Regions from separate parts of the Zea mays genome. Here region 2 is linked to region 1. The links are chromatin contacts, called in public Hi-C maps. All regions are on one chromosome and are shown on one strand. The core of a region is the stretch at or near the end of the contact, and the rest is flanking DNA. Distances in the headings are between cores, read along the strand shown. Region 1 holds the start of LOC103634861 (tryptophan aminotransferase-related protein 2). Region 2 holds the start of LOC103634865 (LRR receptor-like serine/threonine-protein kinase).

What was found. A called contact is a pair of places that touch in the nucleus more often than the background predicts.
Region 2: a contact with region 1 is called in a Hi-C map of leaf, with 2.4 times the contacts expected there. The contact joins the promoter of LOC103634865 here to the promoter of LOC103634861 in region 1. A contact is called at or near these places in 4 of 25 Hi-C or Micro-C datasets (ear, leaf and tassel).

The regions. Positions count from the first base shown.
Region 1 is chr8:17,393,766-17,398,615 of Zm-B73-REFERENCE-NAM-5.0, forward strand. LOC103634861 (tryptophan aminotransferase-related protein 2) reads right to left here and starts at 1,621. Exons shown (of 5, transcript XM_008657447.4): 1 at 403-1,621. The coding sequence starts at 926.
Region 2 is chr8:17,609,860-17,614,839 of Zm-B73-REFERENCE-NAM-5.0, forward strand. It overlaps LOC103634865 (LRR receptor-like serine/threonine-protein kinase), which reads left to right and starts at 1,758. Exons shown (of 2, transcript XM_008657448.4): 1 at 1,758-4,980. The coding sequence starts at 2,579.

The sequences.
Region 1 (4,850 bases), core at 371-2,870:
CTAGCCAATATACAGTACTGTACTAGTACAAATTACAATACACATCAGCAGCAGTAAATTAATTAATAATAATAATACAGATGAAGCATCAACCAAACAAGGTCAGGTGCATTGCATATGAATCGCCGGCAAACCCGCGGTCTCGGGACAGACAGATTCGATCCCGCGCACCGGAGTTCATTCTCTCCGTCGACACCAACATTGCACAGCACAGGGGGACATGCCTCCCCCCATCCCGTGGAGTGTGGTTGCGGTGAATTAGTAATTAACATTCTCTCCGCCTCCGCCTCTAAACAAAGGACATGGGTGGGTGACGCTATTTGCCTATCGCTAACGAAGCTTAGCGAACATGCAGACGCGGCAGAGCAAGAAACGGAGGGCAGTTTTGGACTGAATACTCACTGGTCGAGGTTGATCACCGAGTCCGGCGTCACCGGCGGCTTGCCGGTGGACGGCGCCCCGGCGGCCTTGGGCACGGACGCCGCCGACGCCGCCGCCTCCACCTCCTGCCTCCCCCTACTGCTGCGGCTGACGCCGCCACCGTCTAGATGCGTCGGGCAGGCCTGGTGCTCCTGCCGGTGCCCGTGGTCGTGGTCGTGGTGCGACGGAGCTGTGCTGTTGACGTGGTGCTGGAGGAGGAGGCCGACGTTGAGGACGACAGAGACGAAGACGGCGGCCTGCAGGTTCCAGATCGGCGCCCGCCTCCTGGGCTTCCCGGCCAGCTGGGCTTTCCCGCGCGGCCTTTTGGTGGGCCGGAGCGCGGCCAGGTCAGAGCCAGGCCCTCCGCCGTTGGCCGTCTCCTCCCGACGGCTCGGCGCGCCGCCGCCGTTAGCGGTGAGGAGGCGCGCGGACGGCACCATGCCGCCGCCGGCGCCTTGGAAGCTGCCCTCGACCGCCGTGCCGAGATTTAATGCCGCCGAAGGCATGCCGCCGAGAGGGAAAGAAAGAGAGCGTGCTGCCAACGCCTACAGCAGCCTGCTCGTGCTAGCTCCAAACTCGGCCGGTGGGCCGCTCGCTAGCTAGCTAGCTCCCGGCTTCTTGGGGGCAGCACACGAACGATGGGGAAGAAAAAGAGAGGGATGGAAGAAAAAAAAAAGCTCTTTTGCAAGAAAACAGGTGGAACTAGTGTCCTTCTTGCCAAAGGAGGCGGCTGCGGCTGGCTGGCTGGCCGCCGATTAGGAAGGACCTCGAGCGGCGGACGAGCGAGATGCTGGATGGAAGCGGGTCGAAGAAGGTCCCTCCCCTTTCTTGGAGCTTTGGTTCCCCTCTGTTTTGACCTCGCTCTCTTTCTCGTCAGGTTCAGGCGCAAGTACACTGCGAGGCTTTTGCTGAAACCGACGACAGTAACTGAGCTTAACACTGCATTAGCTCAGCTGAACAGCAGCAGTGGGTACTGTAAGGAAGAAAGAACGTATAGCTAGGAGAGCAGAGGAGAGGAGAGAAAAGAGCGGCAGCACTTTATTAGCAGTGCTGCAAACAATGGAGAAGCTCTCAAAGCTAAGCTAAGCTTAGTGCTGCAGCAGGGACCAGCTAGACGAGGAGGGCAGGCAGGGGAGGACTCTGGAGATTAGTGATGCGGCATTTTATAGGGTCCAATCCAACCCAGACCCACCATGGATCCCCCGGACGCGATATATGCTTTCTGCCCTTCTGATGACGAAGCCACCCACTACACACCTCCGCGCTAGTGCTAGGGCACGCACGACACGGCCGCTGTGGACAAGCGAAAGCAGACAGGAACCGACCACGCTTGATCTCCTTCAGCTCGCCGCTTCCTGGCCGCCGAGCGCTCATCGGACGGTCCAGCCTTGACCGGCCCCAGTTCCCGGCCCGTAGTGTTGACGATGAGAGTTTGCGCTACTCATCATAATCGTACGATCTTATGATTGGCTGGTTGCTTTTCTGCGGATCGGTCTAGGCAGTGCCTGTATTCCTAGGCTCCTAGCTACTCCCTCCCGCCTTCTCCGGTCTGAAAAAACAAGTCCTTCACCACAAGATTTAAGTCAAAGGTATAAAACTTTGACTACTAATAATAATTTTGTTTTTAGTTTTGAAATGTAACATTTATATATTAATTTATCTTAAAAAGTACTTTTTTGCAAAAGTATAAATATATTAAGAGTTTATTTTTATTTTTTTAAAAAAATATTGGTCAAAGTTATATTTTAGAGACCGTGTTGCTATCTTAAACAACTTGTGTTGGGAGTAGCTTGGTATCAGAGTCGACGCTCATGGTGGTATCAGTTTATCTTTTTTCTAGCTAAATTTAGTTCTTCCGACTAACCTAAATAAAGTATGACCTAGTTAGCCATGGCCGACTAAATAGATACTAAGTGCTCACTTTTTCTCAATTTATAATTTATTTGACTTTTTTAGCAATTTATCCGCTAAATAGACTCTTAATCTCACTCGATGTTTATGTGTAAGTCTTATTTAGATAAGTGTATTAAGCTACATTTTTTCTCACCTATACAAAGTATTTTTTTCGTAAAAATGGTAAAGGACTTTGTTATAATGCAACAAAGAGCATATGTAATCTTATTTATCTTTAAGCTAACTGAAAAGAGTACAAGAAACAGACTATTCACGAATAGTCCGTCTTTATACGATTTTATATGCATATTGTCTCTTAACTGAATTTATAATTTAACAGCTTATGGTTGTATCATGTAGTTTCTTAACTACCTCTTATATTTAAAAAGCCATGCACACATAACGACAAAGGAACAACTGTCCCAAGTTTGCTTCACGTTTTTTTGATAAGACAGGAGGGGCGAGCCCCTACTGAAAATTTTATTAAAACTTTAAAATAACAGAGTTAGAAGCAGACAGAAAGCAGATTACAAAGGGTAAAACAGCCTAACTACAGCGGGAAAAGGAAAAGAAACGAGGTCTACTGCCAAAGCTGAAGCCATGCAGGAATTGTCGAATCAAAACGGCCTTTAGCCCTCAGCATGACAAGATGAAGTTCCCTTGCAAACTCGTTTTTGCAGTGTTGCACAGTCGGGGCTTTGTTCTGAAAAAACCATGCATTGCGGGTTTTCCAAATGCTCCAGTTCATGAGAATGACAATTTCCATAGAGAATGGAACATTGAGTTGTTGCATTAGGTTTACTGTCGCGGCCTCAGGATTAGCAATTCTGGGAGACGTCAAACCAATAGAAGTCCAGCAGGCCTTTGCAAAGTTACACTTGAGGAAAAGATGGTAAAGAGTTTCTTCCTTTTGCCAGATGCAGTTCTCACAAGTGTAGGACTCTAGGTTCATATTCTTCCTTTTCAGCAGATCTCTTGTATTGAGTCTGTTTTTTAGCCACAGCCCAAAAAAAGACCTTGTGCTTTGGTTGACACTTGTTTTTCCAAAGCAATCTGAAGATCTGGTGAACCTGGGCCTGACCCATCAAATGCTTATACGTTTTTTTTGTAGAGAAAATGTCTGCTCCCCAAATGAGTTTCCAAGAATCGTTTGTGCTGTTTACCATGATTTGGCCCCAGGTTGCGTCTAAGTCTAAAAATTGTTCATGAGCTTGAACCGACAGAGGAAGCTGGAAAATTTCAATAAGTTGCTCTTTTTGGAGAGCCTCTTTGATGGACAGTTTGCTGTTGCGGGCAAAGGAGAATAGTTCAGGGAATTGATTAGCCGGGATGCCCGAATTCCACATATCTTCCCAGAATAGAATGGTTCTTCCATCTCCAATTTTTGGGGCAGCCATACCCTTGTAATCTTGGACAAACGTAAGTAAGCTTTTCCACCAGAAGGAGCCAATTTTTGAGCAGCCAGGCATCCTGGTTGTCCTGTAATAGTTGCTCCAGACCAAGTTAACCCAGGGAATATCGTGACTGTTGAAGAACTTGTGTAAGAACTTCAGGAGCAAGGCTTTGTTTTGAGTCTCTATTCTTACCACTCCCAAGCCCCCATTTTTTTTGTCTGGGTAATCATACTCCAGGCAGCTAGCGCCGATTTCTTTGAATTGACGTCGTTCCCCCTCTAGAGACAGTGCTTCCGATAGGAATCAATCTTCTTAATCGTGGTCACCGGGATCTTCAGCGTACACATCAAAAAAGTCGGGAGAGCTGAGAAAACCGAGTTAACAAGCTCGAGCCTGCCAGCCTGTGAGAGGAGGGCAGAAGTGCATGAAAGTCGCTTTTGAATCCTCTGAATGAGTGGTAAAAAGTGGCATATTTTAGGTTTTGCAAGCCCCAGCGGGATACCCAGATAGGTAAAGGGCATTGAACCTATCTGACAGTTAAGAGTTCCAGCAAGGATCACCATTTTAGCCGGACTGACGTTGATGGGGTACATACTTGATTTGTTGTAATTTACCTTCAACCCCGTTGAAAAAGCAAAAGAGTTCAGGACAGCTCTTAGAAAGAATAGCTGTCTAGGGCAAGCTTCCAAAATCAGCAGCGTGTCATCCGCGTATTGAACTATCGGAAAATCTTGACCGCAATTCTCTGGCAATGGTAACTTGAGCAAGTTTTGCCGCCGCGCTTTATTTATGATGCTTTGAAGCAGATCTGCCGCGAGAACAAAAAGAAGAGGCGAGAGTGGATCACCCTGCCTGACCCCACGCTTGCAGTGGAAAGTTTTCCCAGGTACACCATTAAGAAGAACTGAAGACGTGCCAGACCGAAGAATGTCCCTAATCCAGTTAAGCCATCTGGGGCCGAAGCCATTGTGCAGCAACACCTGAAGAATGAACTCATGCTCTAGAGAATCAAACGCCTTTTCAAAGTCCAATTTGAGCACAATAATCTCTTTTTTTGAAATATGGCAAAGATGGATATATTCGAATGCCCAGGCCAGGCAGTCTTGAATGGTTCTTCCTTTGATGAAGCCATATTGATTTTTA
Region 2 (4,980 bases), core at 508-3,007, 220 kb after region 1:
GAGGGCATGTGCCGCCCTCCGTCCATCAATGGGCGGCGTGGATCTGATGCATCCTTTTGTTTAACCTCTGCAGAGCGGGAGCAGGCGGGGCAGAGATCTAACAGTAAGAAAGTGCTGTGATTGTTAATTAGTCTGTTAATGCGCGACGGAACTTATAATCTAACAGTTGTGTTACCACCGCTTCACCCAGTAGCGAGTACTCCAGCTGTGATCTGCCCCCTTTTTACTTTGTTTTCTTTACCCCCACTTTTCACCTTTCGGCTAATTTCAACCATCCAGATTCTTGCTTCGGTTGCTTGCCATCCCTGTAGTGCCTGTAACAATCACAAGTTCACGCCACAGGTGGTTTGGACAAAAGGTTATTGTAGTAATTATAAGTGGTTTTTTTTGGAAGTGAGCATACGTACTGAGTGAGGGAAATGAAGAGTTGTTTACTATCCTTACGTTCTAGATTATAAGTTATCTTGGACCATAAAAACAGTTCATTAGAAGGTTTAGGACCTATTCAGTATTAGGAGGAGTAATTGTTAACTAGCTAAAGTTAACTAAAATCATAATCTGTACCTCATTCAAACAGAAGATATTTTTTTATCAGTCTTTAGCTAGCTATAATCAACTAGTTACCTAGCTAACTCCAGATAAATTCCAAGTGTTTTTTTAGCTCTAAGGGCGTTCCAATTGTTAGCTACTAGCTAGATTCACTCTATTTCCTACATGGATAGAAAATATGGAGAAGACGAGAATAGCTAGTGACGAATGACGAGCAAATATATAAGAGATTTCACGTATTCCAGAAAACTGAGTGTATTACGTGTGGACCATATACTAGTAGTAAGATAAGTTATTAATTTTATTATTCCTTGAGCTCTACATCAGCTAGCTATTTGAGATAGCCATTACGGACTCCGTAACTAGTAGCTAGTCCTAGTGATTTAAACATGCCCCCTGTCGAAGTAAAAAATAAACAAAAACGGGCTAGAAACTGTAGGAAAACGGAGGGAGAAGTTACATGCCACGTGTTGGTGGCCACTGTTATTGTAGGCGAGCCGTTACGTTCCCAAGATATTCTTTGCCCACTGCCCCCCGCCATCGCTGTCGCATGGCATGATGCGCTTGCCATGCTCACCGCACGCAGATGCCGCGGCAGGCAGCGCGGCGTGCGTGGTGAAAAAGTCTTTGCGCTGCCCGTCCGCCCGATTCTTTGTTTTCCTCGGCAGGAAGCCAGGAAGGGTTACACAGAACGCTGCGTAGGCTGTAGCATCATCATCCATGCAGCCGCAGCGGCTTCACTTCACACAGCCTTTTCATGACGGCGGAGCTGCCTGCCTCAACTGAAACCTGACCGACGCGATGCGATGCAACAGCTTCAGACGACCTTTAGTGGATGTGATTCACCATCTTTTCTTTGAGTGCCAAACTAAAGGGGTGTTTGGTTGCTCCTGCTAAAGTTTAGCCCGGGTCACATCAAGCGTTTGACTTTTAAATAGGAGTATGAAATATAGACCCAACCAACTGGACTAGATTCGTCTCGTCTTTTAATCTTCGGCTGACAAATTAGTTTTATAATCCGACTACATTTAATACCCGGAACGGAGGTTCAAACATTTGATGGGACAGAGGCTAAATTTTAGCGGGGTGTAACCAAACACCCCTAAGTCTCACTTCTCTTCCCCATCTCAGGACAGGTACAAATCAGTAGAAAAAACACTGTAACAACTGTAAAAATCAGTAGAATTAAAACCAAGCGCTGTTGTATCACCAGTCAGCACAGGTACATAATACTGTAATAAAGTAGCGTTGCTACTTGACAGAATGACAGTGCAATAAACAAGCATAGGGATGAGACCGGGGTGCGGTGCGGAGCGTCCTGAGTCCTGACGGCCGGCCTGCCTGAGTGCCTGACCCAACCGGTGGCCTCGGATCCGGAGATTCCGCAGACACACATGAGTGCCAGCCACTGCTACCCACACCACCCGCTCTCTCTCTCTCTCTCTCTCTCTCTCTCTCTCTCTCTCTTCTTCTCCCTCTCCTCCTGTCCTGGTACTTTGCAATGTCTGAACTTGAACCGGAACCAGCTTGCTGCCACCTAATCTGCCGTTTCTCGCTGCTTTCCTGCTCCACCTTTCCCTCTCTCCTGCTCATCGGCGTATAACAGCTGCACTGCATCCACGTTGTGGCGCATGGCCGTGGCAGTGGCGTGCCTCTGCCTCTTCTTCTCCCTCCGCTAAAACCTGTTGTCTTGTCAGTGAGGCTTCGCTTAAACCTCGCCACCAATCCACCTACTCCCTGGCTTTGCAAGCAAAGCAAAGCAAAGCCGCAGAGCCACTTTCTTTGCGCTGCGCTGCTGCTTCCGGCACAAGCAACGACACAGATTTGCAAGTGACACCAGCTGCAGCTGATCCTACAGCACCGCCTCACCTCATCCTCCTCATCGGCTTCATCGTCGTAGTTTGGTCGCCTGCCTGGGTGGATATGCTCTGGGAGTGAAGTGTAGTATCTCTCAAGTACAGTGTCAAACGCTGTCGGCTGCCTGCCGACCTGGCAGGCTGTGGTTTCGTAAGCTGAGCTGCAGAGGAGGATGCCTCCTGACGTGATGAACGGGAGGTGGAGGAGCGCGTGCGCGGCGGCGGCGGCGCCGCTGCTGCTGTGGTGCGCGCTTGTCCTGGCGTGCATGGGCAGCGCGCTGGCCGTGGACGCGCAGGGCGCGGCGCTGCTGGCCTGGAAGCGCACGCTGCGGGGCGGCGCGGAGGAGGCGCTGGGGGACTGGAGGGACTCCGACGCGTCGCCGTGCCGGTGGACGGGCGTGTCCTGCAACGCGGCGGGCCGGGTCACGGAGCTCAGCCTGCAGTTCGTCGGCCTGCACGGCGGCGTCCCCGCCGACCTGCACTCCTCCGCCGTCGGCGCCACGCTGGCGCGCCTCGTGCTCACGGGCGCCAACCTCACGGGCCCCATCCCGCCGCAGCTCGGGGACCTGCCGGCGCTGGCGCACCTCGACCTCAGCAGCAATGCGCTCACGGGGCCGATCCCGGCCGCCCTCTGCCGCCCGGGGAGCAGGCTCGAGAGCCTCTACGTCAACTCCAACCGCCTCGAGGGCGCCATCCCGGACGCCATCGGCAACCTCACGGCGCTGCGGGAGCTCGTCGTCTACGACAACCAGCTCGAGGGCCCCATCCCGGCGTCCATCGGCCAGATGGCCAGCCTCGAGGTGCTCCGCGCCGGCGGCAACAAGAACCTCCAGGGCGCGCTCCCACCGGAGATCGGCAGCTGCTCCAACCTCACCATGCTCGGCCTCGCCGAGACCAGCATCTCCGGCCCGCTCCCGGCGACCCTGGGCCAGCTCAAGAGCCTCGACACCATCGCCATCTACACCGCGATGCTCTCCGGCCCGATACCTCCCGAGCTCGGCCAATGCACAAGCCTGGTCAACGTCTACCTGTACGAGAACGCGCTGTCCGGGTCGATCCCGCCGCAGCTCGGCAGGCTCAGCAACCTCAAGACCCTGCTGCTGTGGCAGAACAGCCTCGTCGGCGTCATACCGCCGGAGCTCGGGGCGTGCGCGGGGCTCGCCGTCCTGGACCTGTCCATGAACGGGCTCACCGGCCACATCCCGGCGTCGCTCGGGAACCTGACGTCGCTGCAGGAGCTGCAGCTCAGCGGGAACAAGGTGTCCGGCCCGGTCCCGGCCGAGCTCGCGCGCTGCGCCAACCTCACCGACCTCGAGCTCGACAACAACCAGATATCCGGCGCCATCCCCGCCGGCATCGGCAAGCTCACGGCGCTGCGCATGCTCTACCTCTGGGCCAACCAGCTCACGGGGAGCATCCCGCCGGAGATCGGCGGCTGCGCGAGCCTCGAGTCGCTCGACCTGTCGCAGAACGCGCTCACCGGGCCCATCCCGCGCTCCCTGTTCCGGCTGCCGCGGCTCTCCAAGCTGCTGCTCATCGACAACGCCCTCTCGGGCGAGATACCGCCGGAGATCGGCAACTGCACGTCCCTCGTCCGGTTCCGCGCGAGCGGCAACCACCTCGCCGGCGCGATTCCTCCCGAGGTCGGTAGACTTGGCAACCTCAGCTTCTTTGACCTGAGCTCGAACAGGTTGTCAGGCGCCATCCCCGCGGAGATCGCCGGGTGCCGGAACCTCACGTTCGTCGACCTCCACGGCAATGCCATCGCCGGCGTCCTGCCTCCGAGGCTGTTCCACGACATGCTCTCGCTGCAGTACCTGGACCTGTCGTACAATTCCATCGGCGGCGCGATCCCGCCGGACATCGGCAAGCTCAGTTCGCTCACGAAGCTCGTCCTTGGCGGGAACAGGCTCACGGGCCAGATACCTCCAGAGATCGGCTCGTGCTCACGGCTCCAGCTCCTGGACCTCGGCGGCAACACGCTGTCCGGCGGGATACCGGCGAGCATCGGCAAGATTCCGGGGCTGGAGATCGCTCTCAACCTGAGCTGCAACGGTTTGTCGGGCGCTATACCGAAGGAGTTCGGCGGCCTCGTTCGGCTCGGCGTGCTCGACGTGTCGCACAACCAGCTCTCCGGTGACCTCCAGCCCCTGACCGCGCTCCAGAACCTTGTGGCCCTCAACATCTCCTTCAACGGCTTCACCGGCCGCGCGCCCGCGACGGCGTTCTTCGCGAAGCTGCCGGCGAGCGACGTGGAGGGCAACCCAGGCCTGTGCCTCTCGCGGTGCCCCGGCGACGCAAGCGAGCGCGAGCGCGCGGCGCGGCGCGCCGCCCGCGTGGCCACCGCGGTGCTGGTGTCCGCGCTCGTCGCCCTCCTCGCCGCCGCGGCGTTCCTCCTCGTCGGCCGCCGCGGACGCTCGTCGGTGTTCGGCGGCGCGCGCTCCGACGCGGACGGCAAGGACGCCGACATGCTGCCGCCGTGGGACGTGACGCTGTACCAGAAACTGGACATCACCGTGGGCGACGTGGCGCGCAGCCTGACGCCGGCGAACGTCATCGGGCAGGGCTGGTCCGG